Linked DNA regions of Mus musculus: all the other regions are linked to region 1. Evidence: chromatin contacts called from public HiChIP or PLAC-seq and capture Hi-C data. All regions are on one chromosome and are shown on one strand. Each heading gives the region's core, a stretch centred on a gene start, on an enhancer-like site or on the middle of the called end of the contact. The rest is flanking DNA. Distances are from core to core; before and after follow the strand shown. Region 1 holds the start of Cyp4f14 (cytochrome P450, family 4, subfamily f, polypeptide 14). Region 2 holds the start of Adamts10 (a disintegrin-like and metallopeptidase (reprolysin type) with thrombospondin type 1 motif, 10). Region 3 has its middle 40 kb from the start of Adamts10. Region 4 holds the start of Wiz (widely-interspaced zinc finger motifs).

The links. HiChIP or PLAC-seq counts read pairs in DNA pulled down with a chosen protein or histone mark. Capture Hi-C pulls out chosen DNA fragments and counts their contacts.
Region 2: a contact with region 1 is called in an HNF4G HiChIP or PLAC-seq map of pancreatic cancer cells. The contact joins the promoter of Adamts10 here to the promoter of Cyp4f14 in region 1. A contact is called at or near these places in 12 of 39 promoter capture datasets (the 3T3-L1 cell line, the C10 cell line, HPC-7-derived erythroid cells and 8 more), 3 of 115 datasets of contacts at active chromatin or transcription factors (embryonic stem cells and pancreatic cancer cells) and 2 of 9 other capture datasets (embryonic stem cells and pancreatic islet).
Region 3: a contact with region 1 is called in an H3K27ac HiChIP or PLAC-seq map of T-cell acute lymphoblastic leukemia, with 2.8 times the contacts expected there. The contact joins the enhancer-like site here to the promoter of Cyp4f14 in region 1. A contact is called at or near these places in 2 of 39 promoter capture datasets (hematopoietic stem and progenitor cells and hippocampal neurons), 1 of 484 Hi-C or Micro-C datasets (the Ba/F3 cell line), 2 of 115 datasets of contacts at active chromatin or transcription factors (T-cell acute lymphoblastic leukemia and bone marrow-derived macrophages) and 1 of 9 other capture datasets (macrophages).
Region 4: a contact with region 1 is called in a capture Hi-C map of embryonic stem cells, with 2.3 times the contacts expected there. The contact joins the promoter of Wiz here to the promoter of Cyp4f14 in region 1. A contact is called at or near these places in 4 of 115 datasets of contacts at active chromatin or transcription factors (bone marrow-derived macrophages, embryonic stem cells and pancreatic cancer cells) and 1 of 9 other capture datasets (embryonic stem cells).

What each region holds. Positions count from the first base shown.
Region 1 is chr17:32,915,967-32,918,775 of GRCm38.p6, forward strand. It overlaps Cyp4f14 (cytochrome P450, family 4, subfamily f, polypeptide 14), which reads right to left and starts at 1,376. Exons shown (of 13, transcript NM_001204335.1): 1 at 1,179-1,376; 2 at 722-923. The coding sequence starts at 919.
Region 2 is chr17:33,522,647-33,525,455 of GRCm38.p6, forward strand. It overlaps Adamts10 (a disintegrin-like and metallopeptidase (reprolysin type) with thrombospondin type 1 motif, 10), which reads left to right and starts at 1,439. Exons shown (of 25, transcript NM_172619.4): 1 at 1,439-1,612.
Region 3 is chr17:33,482,846-33,485,654 of GRCm38.p6, forward strand. No RefSeq gene overlaps it. Among named protein-coding and RNA genes, the nearest start is that of Adamts10, 40 kb to the right of the region's middle. Within about 2 kb of position 1,381, at least 44 of the 459 cell types and tissues checked have an H3K27ac peak or open chromatin away from gene starts, as enhancers often do. A contact at or near this core is called in T-cell acute lymphoblastic leukemia, where this site is marked.
Region 4 is chr17:32,386,450-32,389,258 of GRCm38.p6, forward strand. It overlaps Wiz (widely-interspaced zinc finger motifs), which reads right to left and starts at 1,368. Exons shown (of 11, transcript NM_001372227.1): 1 at 1,124-1,368. The coding sequence starts at 1,310.

The DNA.
Region 1 (2,809 bases), core at 126-2,625:
TGACCTCTATGTCTCTATTAGAGTGGCAGCTCCTATCCACCAGCACCAGCTGCCCACCAGCCTCAGACAGAGCATCCTGAACCTTTATATACAGTCCACATTGAGCCATTTGCAAGCAAAATACCTAGGGCTAAGCCACCTAAGTGGAAGAGCAGATATAAATCAAAGTCCATAGTATGGAGTAAAGGGTGGGGTAAAGGAAGGTTCATGGGAGGGTGAAGGACAGCTTTTATCCAGGTAGCAAGGCAGGACCCACTGTCTATCTTAGGGAAGGAAAGCATGAGAAGGAGGAAGTGGCCCAGGGAGGGGGCAGTGGGAAGTCAGCTTGCAGCTCTGCTGTAGCCCAGCTGGGCCCCACCTATGTGCAGTGTAGGAGAGAGATCAAAGATCAATACTAGAAAACCACAGGACAGAGATGGGCTCACACAAAGGGAAAGAAACAGTCGCAGTCCTTCTGGAACCTCAAATCCAACAGCAGACTGAGGAAATGCCAGGAGTTCTCACTCTGTATATCCCACCATGAGAATCTCTCTGCATCCTTCAGTGAGAGAAAGATAGAAATACCAGAGCAGCCTATGGTGAGAGTACAGGGGGTGAGAAAGGCTTGGAAAGACACACCAAAGGTCAATATCACCTAACCTTCTCCATCACTCCGAGTCCCATTCCTGGTCCCTCGAAAGTCTGTCCACTTTGACACTCCCACCCATCCTGCCATTCTTACCATGCCCACGTGACCCATAAGCCAGTTCCGTTTGGGGGGCTGAGGGAAGCCATGGAGGTGACGATAGTTCCTATAGGCAGCATAGATCTGGATCAGAATCCGGGCCAGGATCCAGGAGGCCCCAAGCAGTAGCAGGGTCTTCCATGGGAAGGCCACCTCGGGCCCCAGTCCCAACCAGGACAGGCTCAGCTGTGACATCCTGCTGGGTGAATAAATGTGCAGTGAGTAACTGAGGTCCCGGAAAGGGACAATAATCTCAAGACACTGGACAGAGGATAGAGCAGAAAGGAGACTTGAGAACCAAGGAAATGTTGGGTGAAGAGGTACAGGAGTGGAGAAGAAGATGAATAGGGGGAGGAGGGGTATGCTGGTGAGGGGAATAACCAGAGCTAGCAAAGCAAGAAGGAGCAGAGAGATTGATTGGAGTTAATACCTCCCTAAATTATGCAAAACTAACCAGGCTTCAGTTATTCAGAAACTACTATCCCCAAGGCCAGCTGGCTCCCTGTGGCATTCTTGCTTGGTCAGCTGGCCTTCTGCCCTGGCCTGGCCTTGAGTTTTACCCTCCCTGTTCCAGGCTAGGTCCCTAAAATATAACCACCCCCAGCCTGGCACCTCCTCTCAGGAACAGGCATCTACCATACCTTCCCTCTCCTCTGGGACTCTTTTATCCCTTGCTTCTTGATGCTTGGAGGGTGGGCCATTCTATGCCAGCCAATCCCTGCCTAGCCTGGATGCCTCCTCCTTGCCTGGGAAAGTGGCCAAGATGGGGGTAGGATCAGCCTGCCGCAAAGGAGAATTGTCATAGGCTTGCAAAAACACGGACATCTGAATCTTAGGACTATGGTGAGACAAGGTTGGCTCTGGGTTATGTATTCCCAGCATCCCTGCTCCTCCAAGGGCGTGGTACACTAAGTAAAAGGGTGAACTTTGGAATCTACAAGGTTGGTGATCAGGATGTGGCCAACCTGGTTCCCAATCATCTCCTGAGCTCTTGTCGAAATGGGTTGTGAGGATGGCAGGCACCAATTTTCAGTAGAGCATTAGAAGGCTATGGGATTGGAGCCTGCCCACCAGCTGCTCAGCCTGGTGGATTTCAAGTCCAGTCTCCTCAGCAGTACTTTTAGAAGCAGAAACAAAGAATGATCCCCAGTTGGGATTTTCAGGTCCAATATTAAAGATCAAGAATGCAGTGAGATTGGGATGGTTAGAGCTGGAAAGGGCACCAAGTAGGGGAGTCCTGTAGGGTTGAGAGAGACCCTGAAGAGGTGACATCCAGGGGGAGATGAAGCTGTTCCTCTGTGTGTGTGTGTGTGTGTGTGTGTGTGTGTGTGTGTGTGTGTGTGTGTGTGTGTGCGTGCATGTACCCCTATGCCAGTGAAAGCCAGAATAGGAAATCTGCTCCCCTATAGCTGGAGTTACAGGTGGTTGTGAGCCACCTGATATGGATGGGTGAGTGAAACTGATCCTCTTGAAGAGTAGCAAACACTCTAACTGCTTAGTCATCTCTCTAGTTTCTTTCCTTCCTTCCTTCCTTCCTTCCTTCCTTCCTTCCTTCCTTCCTTCCTTCCTTCCTTCTTTCTTAGTCTTTCCCTTTCCTTTCTTTCTGATCTTTTTCAGACAGTTTCTGTGAGCAACCCTGGCTGTTCTGGAACTTGCTCTATAGATCAGGATGGCCTTGATCTCACAGAGATCTACCTGCCTCTGCTTCCCGAATTCTTGAATTAAAGACATGCACCACCACCTTCCTTTTCTTAAATAGAAAATAACGCTTTTCCAAATAGCACTTTAGTTAATATTTATTCTTCTTTATGATCGTTAATTTATGTATTTTGAGTTTGGAGACAGTGTCTAATGCTATGTTGCTAAGGATGACTTAAACTTTGAAAACTCATAATTCCAAGCCTGAGTGCTGGAGTTACAAGTGTGCTACACTATCCTCAGTCTATGTGGAACTGGAGATTAAGCCTAGGGCCCTCTTCTATGCTAGGCAAGCACTGTATAAACTGGGCTACAACCCCATCCTTCTAACTTATCTTTTACAAGAGCTCAGAGGAGAACAAGCACCTCCAGGGACAGTGGACAGGA
Region 2 (2,809 bases), core at 189-2,688, 610 kb after region 1:
AGGACCTGGAATCTAGTTTGAAGCCACCCAGCTCCAAATGGTCCTGAAAATCTTCTCACGGTGAGTGTGGAAGCCATCCCTAGACTGGGGACAGGTGGCTGGAGCCACAGCAGAAGTACAACCTGAGAAAGCAAAGGCAGGTGCCTCAGGCCAAGGGGCCCAAGGGGCAGTTCGGTTAGTGGAGGCCAGGGGTGGGTATGGGTTCTAGGGATTGCAGTATGTAAAAGTTAACAGCCCCTCTGGTCTGGCAGGGTGTCCAGAGAAGTTGGGTCCGGGCAGGAGGGTTCGGGCACCATAGGAATTTTTCGTACAGTGCATGAGCCCTTAACATGCCATTTCCAAGTTCAAGACTAAGTTCAACGTAGAGACAGAGAACTACCTGTATCCCTAGCTGAACTCAGAACAGAGGGAATGTTTGTGGTTGAAACTCTCCTGCTCCCTCCCACAACCACCCCTCTTCCTCCCCTGCTCCCTACAAAGGCTGTCATTACCCCATTTCTAAGGATAAGAAAACCTAGAATCAGAGTCGGTCAAGGCCAAGGCCAAAGCCCACTGTGGGGGCCAATCTTGGAATTCTGAGACCAGGGGTAATGGTGTAGAACACTCCCACAATCAGGCCTGGATTGAAGCTGGTTGGAATCCCAGCTTTGCTCCACTGCACTGGTCATCTCCTGCATGTACAAACTCCTCGTAGATTTAAACACTGTGTCCCAAAGATGATCATGACGCCCCCCTGGCTGGACTTAGTTTTCACATCTGTAAAATGGAACTGACTAGGTCCTCTTCACTGCTAGAGAGTTAAAGCAAGTGAACTCAAAAGCAGAGCCAAAGCAGATCAAAGCCCCCGGACCGGAGCTTTGTGAAGGCTGGGACCCAACTCAGATTTATTCACTCAGCCTCGGGCACCATGCCTGGCACACGGAGAGGCGCCCAATAAATGTTTGCTTGAGCAAGGACCAGCCCTCAATAAATAACAGCTGTTGTTGACTCGGCTAACGGAGGCAAGGCACTGGGCTCTCCCCTTGTCTCAACCCCCTCGCTAGCCCCCAACTCAATTTTGCCCCTTTCTCCAGGACCCCCATCTCCTCCACCTCTTTCTATTCAAACTTTCCTCCCTCACAATTTCCCGCCTAACCCCTCCTTTCCGTCCTCCCCCCCATCCCCCTACTGTGTGCGTCCACTCCTCCCCCACTCTCCACCTCTGTCCCTTCACACCCCCTGCCTTCTTCTATCTCCGCCCCCAGCCTCCCCTCTCCCGTACCCCCCCCCCCAACCTTCTCCAACTCCCATCCCAAATTCCTCCTCAGCATCTCCACCCACACGGGCGCCCTTCGCGAGGCGGGGTAATCCGGGCTCCGGGGTCCTTGGCTTGGGTCCAGCCTGAGGCCCTGGGCGGCGGCGGCGGCGGAAGCAGCAGCAGCGGCGGGCGGGGTTTGGGTTTTTTTTTTTGGTTTTTCTTTTTTTTTAATAACCCTGGCAGGCTGCTCAGGAAGTGAGTGCCTTCCCGCGCCCCCTCCCCCGGCCACGCCACCGGGCGCTTGCTCCCTCCCTTCCTGTGCGCCGGGCGGTGAGTCTGTGCGTCTACAGCGGACCGAAGGCTCCAGGCACGCAGGTACTGGCGATCTGGGGACCCAGTTGGGCGGCGCAGTCACCGGAATGCAGTGATTATAAGTGACTTTGTGTGTCTCGGGGACAAGATGTGCTGGACGGATCCCGTTGTGCGAGTGCTGTGTTGGTGCCGAATGTCCCTAAGTGTTGCAGATACAGACTGCCTGTTTGGGTTGGCTCAGGTTTGGGGCGGGGGTCGAGGTCAGCCACGTATCCAAATGGTTGTGCTTCTGCGGATTGTATGACCTTATGGCTTTCAGCATCTGGGAGCGACTGTGTGGGCAGACTGTTGAGGTGTGTTGAGTGTTTGCCTAAGTGAGGGTAAGAAAAATGCCTCTCGTGCATGTAAATGCCAAGTGTGTCTGTCTCTGAATATTTGCGTTTCTCAGGAGTGTTATTAGTGGAAATGCCTGCATGCATATGTGTCTGAGTTTGTAGAATTTCTTAGTTCCCCCTGCTATGAATGTGTAAACTTGTGCATGTGTGTGTGTTAACTTTCTGTGTTAAATGAGCGTGTATAGGCTGCTAGGCTTGTGGCTTGTCTTGGACTGTGTAACTGTGCACATAGGCCTGTTTGTCTGGGTTTATGGGCTGTCTGGGTGTCCATGTGGAAATATGTGTTTCTGTATACATAGGTGTGGAGGTATGTAGTTGTGTGTGTTTGGGTTTAGTGAACCAGGCCTTCCTGCTATTCAAGTGTGGGTTGCCCTATAGAGTGTGATTGTGTTTGTTTGTGTGTCTGCCTGTGAGAGTGGAGCTGGGGCTGCTACTTCCCCTCAGATGGTCATCTATGCCACAGAACTCTGAAGCAAGGAGCCTCCCTACCAGGGGGAGACACACTTTAATTAACAGCTGGTTGGTGGTAATGGGAGTGGTGACCTGTGCAGCCCCTCCCCTTAGGCCTCCCCTCTGGCTGGTCCTTTTGTCTGTGTGCTCACAGCAGCCAGGCCAGATGTGCAGCGCCTGGAGGAAGCCTGCTGCCTCAGGCTGATGGCTGCCTATGCCTGGCCAAAGAAGCTCTGTCCTCCACTGAGAAGCCTCCACCTCTTTAGCTGGGTTTCCCGCACAGCCTACAAAAGTCTAGGTGTGGAGTGCTGGTCCCTATAGGATCCCCAGGATGTGATGGAGCCACACACATTCCCGGGAGGCTTTTCCCTCTTCCAGCACTTGTGCCCTTCCCCCAGGCTAGTGGCCTCCCTGC
Region 3 (2,809 bases), core at 131-2,630, 570 kb after region 1:
ACTTCGAGGGTGGCGATATAGATCACTTCCTGGCAAAGCAGTCAAGAAATATGAAAGGAGGCTGGGGAGATAACTCCTATCCCCAGCACCTACTTAAAACCCCAGCTTGGTACTGTGTGTCCATAGCCTCAGCCCTGGGGGATCCCAGCTTGGTAGTATGTGTCCATAGCCTCAGCATGGGAGATGGACTCTTAAGGACCCCTGGTGCCCTCTGGGCAGCCAGTATAGCCAACTTGTCAGAACTCTAGGTCAGAGTTTGAGAGACCTTACCTCAAAAACAATATGGAGAGCTGGCAAGATGGTTTAGCAGGTAAAGGCATTTGTTATCAAGCCTGAAACCCTGAGACCCACAAATTCTCCTCTGATCTCCACACAAGCATTGTTGCACACTTGCCATGACATTTGCATAACACCATACATACACACACCACAATAATAAATAAATAAATGTAGTTTTTATATAGAAAATATACTGGAAGGAGGGAGGAAAAACTCTTGATATCGACCTCCACGTGTACAAGTACATACTCAAATAAATCTTCCATATACATACATAAGTATGCATACATGCATACACAAAATAATCAATAATTTAAATGTTTTTATTTAATCTCAGCTTAAATATCTCCTTCTATGGATGGTACCCGAGTACCTATTCTGGACTCCAAGGGAGTAGTCTACTTTAGCTGTCACCTCAGCCTCACCCTGAGTCTGTCCTCCATCTCCACAGATCTACGGCATAGACACTAGAATAAATACCGGAGGCATGAAATATTTAGAGAAGAGAGGTCTCTGTGTGATTGTTGGGTGGGTTTCGATGCAGGTGAACATTGCTTTCAGGGTCTGGAAGATTCTCCCAGCACAACTCACTAAAGCCAACAGAGGTTAACGATTTTAAGAGATCAATAGCTGCCTTCACAGCAAGGGTACCAGGAGGGTTGGTGTCTAGCATGACTCCCCGTCAGATTCATGGAAACGGGGTTGAAAAAGGCATCCCTTCACTGACCTATGTGGATCTTTTCTGATTCAGAAGGGTGGCTGAAGATAGGGGAGCCACAAGGTTGTTCTCACGGCGGTGAACAGCCCAGCCCATTCCCTGGAAAAGCCTCAGAGCCCCGAGACATTGCACTCTCACAAGGTTCAGTGAGCCTTGATAGAAGCTCAGGGCCCTACACTCTCACAATGAGTGAGCCCCAGGCTTCACAGAAGCCCTCATCAAAACCCAATCTCTAAAACTGAGAGGCCTTGGTGGGAACTTAGATTTCTAGAGGAAAATGCAAAGCACTGTGAGACCTGGAACGACCCACCTCCTCCTCTCCTCCCTCCCTGCCCTCACCCCACCACTACAACCCAGAGGCCGGAAGTTGGTACCGCCTATGCCCAACCCACAAGCCCAGCTGGAGTCGTAGGTGCCAGGAACAGGCTGGTGGGCAGGAAGTGGGGGTGGGCAAGATTTAACGTTCCAATCCCTGCCTTGTCAGTGGCACACTTGAACACGAGCCTTTTCTGGATAGAGCCTCCATTACTGTACCTATTAAGTGGGCACAGAATTGGTGCAAGAGTTATCCTGAAGCCAGGCAGTGCTCAGCCTACCACCAAAGTAATACTCAGTTCCTTATTTATCGCAGTGCTGAGATTTAAACCAGAACTCTCGCATTCCAGGCAAGCACTCTGGTTAGTACCCAGCTATCTCCCTTAGTCTTGGTTTTGTAGCTTATTTTTCTTTTGCTTTTAAAGTGTGTGAGAGAGAGAGTGTGTGTGTATGTGCGCGCACACGCGTGCGCATGCACATGTGCGTGCATTGTATTATGTATGTATACATATTTGTTCAGGTGCATGCCTGTGCCCTTCTCTATCGCTTCCCATCTGATTCTCTTGAGACAGAGTCTATCACATCACAGATCACAGAACACATCATTTTTCTGCTTTGTAGGTGAACAACAAGCCCAAGCAATCCTCCTGCCTCCACCTCACCACACAGGGGTTATAGGTACAAACGTTTTACTGGGGAATCAGACTAAAGTCTTCCTGCCTCCTAATGCTAGGATATTTCCATTTTTGTTTTGTCTTGTTTCATTGGTGGGGGAGTGTTTCATTTTTTTGAGACAATATCTGATTCTGGCTAGCCTAAAACTGGCTATATAGAACAGGCTGGCCTTGAACTCACAGAGATCAACCTGTCTCTGTCTCCGGACTAATGAGATTAAAGGTCTGCATCACCATAGCCAGCAATAAATGCATTTATTAATTTATAGAAAAGAAAAAAATAGAGTCACTTATAGGAAATAGTTCAACTAGAGATTGTCAAGCTAAGCAAAATAGGCAGAAGCAGAGAGATGGCTTAGTGGGCAAGTGTGCTTGGTGAGCAAGCACCAGGACAAGAGTTAATGGTTAGGGCTAACCTTGTACATGCTCCAGATTCAGCAAGAGACCCTGTTGAATGAATAATGCAGAGAGTGACAGAGAAGGACACCCAAGGCCATCCCCCAGCCTCCATGCATTCACTATACATCCCACACAAAGAAGCACAGAAAGAGAAAACTAAGCAAGACTCAGAAAGAGAAACACCTATTCAGCATGCCTCCCCTCACACATGGACTCTGGATTTAGACATATACATGGCATAAAAGTAGAAGGGGGAACTTTGAGGGTTGAGGACAATGGGATATATATCCCAGGATTATTGGCATGTAAATATCACAATGAAACCCATTGATTTGTTTCCTTTTGAGCTTGCGTCAAATTTCTTATTATATGTGGGGGAGCTGGAGGAGGTATATGAATGCACGTAGAGGTCAAAGGACGATTT
Region 4 (2,809 bases), core at 118-2,617, 530 kb before region 1:
GAGGAGGGCTGGGGCAGAACTCAATGGAACAGCTTTTGCAGAGTATGTGCAAGGGCCTACGTGCAATCCCCAGTTCTATAAAGAACAGAATAAAACAAAGAAGGAAGAGGGGTGTAAGGCCACACTACTGACTTCACCCCTCAGGGTTTTGAATTTCCCATTCCTAACATGAGATACTAAATAACGGAGGCTCTTCCGACAAAGGTTCTAAGTATGATGTGAATTGAGAAGACAAAGAACTTGGCATGTAGGAACCACAGAAGAGGTGCTCGGAATTTATTAGAAGGCCAAGTTTTGGGGGACCAGCCACACCAGATTCCTGTTAAGTCCTTAAACATACCAGGCTCCTCCCCTCTGCAGGGCCTTTGCCCATGCTGTCCCGCCACCTGCTGGGCACGTCCCACCACTCATTCTGTGCTGTGCCTCAAACACCACTGTGTCAGGTGGCTTTTCCTGGAGCGCCCAGCCATGGTCCTGGCACTCAGTTTAATATCTGCATAGCCTGCATAACCTGCCCTTATGACATCTGCTCAGTCGTTCCTTGTCCACCTTCCCTTCTGGAATGCCAACCCCTGGAGGACAGGGACTTTTGTCTCTTTATGATTATTTCCCCAGCACCCAGAACAGAAAGTGGCACAGCAGGTGCTCAGTGTTTAATAAACGAACAACAAATTGTGAGGTGGGGACAGTGTGAGCTAGCCTTGTATGGGGTAAATCAAGATGGAAAGAGGCAACTCGAATCTCCCCAGACTTTACCTTACCACTAGAGGGCACTCGCTCAGGAGCTCCACTCCATCAAGACTGCAAGAAGGAACAAGTGGGCTTTGGGCAAAGAGCTCAGGGTACTGACATGGGATTTGGATACAGCTGGTGTCCAGCTTAGAGAGGAAAGCCAGGACACTACAAGTATGAATCCCAGTTTCTTACATCCAGTCATGGGCTCCCAAGACATCTGTTTTCATAAGGGCAAACTGAAAAGCGGTACGTGGAGCACTAAAGGAGGCTATGTGCATCGAACAGAATTCCAATTGCAACTCAGCCCCTGCTGGGTGGGGTGACCTGACTCTCTCTGGGCCTGGGGGACCAAGTGGGAAGCTTCTTTAGGGCCACAGAGCCCTCTTACCAGAAATGCCACTTCTGCCATCCAGAATGTCTCGAGGGCCTTCTTTGGTGATTGGCAGGTAATGAGAAGATGGAAAGATATCACCTTCCCCCTCAGCAGCCTCAGCCCCACTCTCGATGTCCTCTCTTGGAGCGGGGCCTCGAGGATGATCCGGGGCAGCCAGGCCACCTGCCAGTAACCCCTCCATGGGTGCCAGCCGTGAATCTTCACTCAGTACCTGGCAGGTTCAGCAGGACATTGTGGGCCTGGAGACAAAGACAAGGAAGACCTTAAGAGAGTAAGAAGAGAATTCTGTTTGTTCTCCCCTCTCTCAGAACCCTAGTCCTCTCCTTCAAAGCCTATGGCCTCAGTTTGTCTCTTAGTTGAAGTGAGGGGTTAAGTGGTGTTGAGGTTCCATTCACTCCTATTATAATCCAATCACCTCTACTGGGAGCGAGTCTCAGTACACTAAAGCGTTCTCTTTCCCCAGCTTCTTCACAGCCTCCATTCACCACAGTTACACACGCACATTCAGTCACCTCAGCCCTCCCTCATCACTCCTTCCACCTCCACCTATTCCTCCCATGGCTCACTCACAGCTTCACCGTGTCCAGCTGCTTTCCTGTGACTGCATAACCTACAGCCATGCCTCCAGTTTCCAGGGTCCCCGCTCTCTCCCCAGTGCAGGGTCTCGAGGGCCCCCATCTTTGCCCTTATACTTTACTCACTTCTGTTGCCCCGTATCAATTACCCCTACACTTTTCCAACATTCACATCCTTCTCCCTACCCAGGAATGTAGGGTTATTAACCCCTTAGCCTCTCCACACGCTCAAGTGACCCCACCATTAACCCTTTCCCTTCTCTTAGCATGATCTCTCATGCATACCAAGCCTGGGCTCCTCCACCCTGCCACCTTCCAATAGTATTGCTTGCATCCTCCACCGATATTGGTTGTTCTGGCCCGAGGATGAAAAGGACCGATGGGGCTCCTGTTTCAGAAATAAGGACCCTGGGGGGGAGGAGGGCGATTGTCCTCTCCACCTATAAATACCTTCAAGGTAGAGCAGAAAGTGAAGGGCAGGAATGAGGCGCTCTCCCCAGGGAGATGGTGGTGAGGCCCGGCCCAGGCAACCGGGGCGGGGCCGGGGCTCCAGGCCTGGTAGCAGGCGTTGCCCTCGAGGGCCTGGGCGCTCCCGGGGGGCCCTACACAGGGTGGGTTGACAGTCTTGGCTGGAGGGGTCCCTGCCCAGGCCTGGAGAAAGCACCTGCGGGTGCCCACTCGGGTAGGCACTGCTGGCGGGGATCGGGCAGGACCGCAACTTCGGAGCACTTTGGCAGCTTGGGGAGGGGGCTCCAGTCCAGATGGTCGTTCCCTACCCCACCTCCCGCAGGGGTCGCAGAGGTAGGGGCGGCGCTGCGCGGACGCACCCTGCGGGGAAGCCAGGGTCCCCAGGATGCGCCCTTCGCCCGTGCACCTCGGGGCGGGAGACCCCGCGGGACGAGCTGAGGTGGGGGGGGAGACACCTGCCTCGAGACCCCCGATCCTCCCCCCACCTGTACAGCCCCGCCCCCTGCAGGCCCCGCCCCTGCAGGCCCCGCCCCTCCCCCGCCCCAGGGGGTCCCGCCCGGCCCGACCGGGCCCAGGCCTCCCCTCCCTGCTCCAGCTCCGCCCCGTCCGCGAGCTTCCCGGGCTGGGTCGAGCCTCA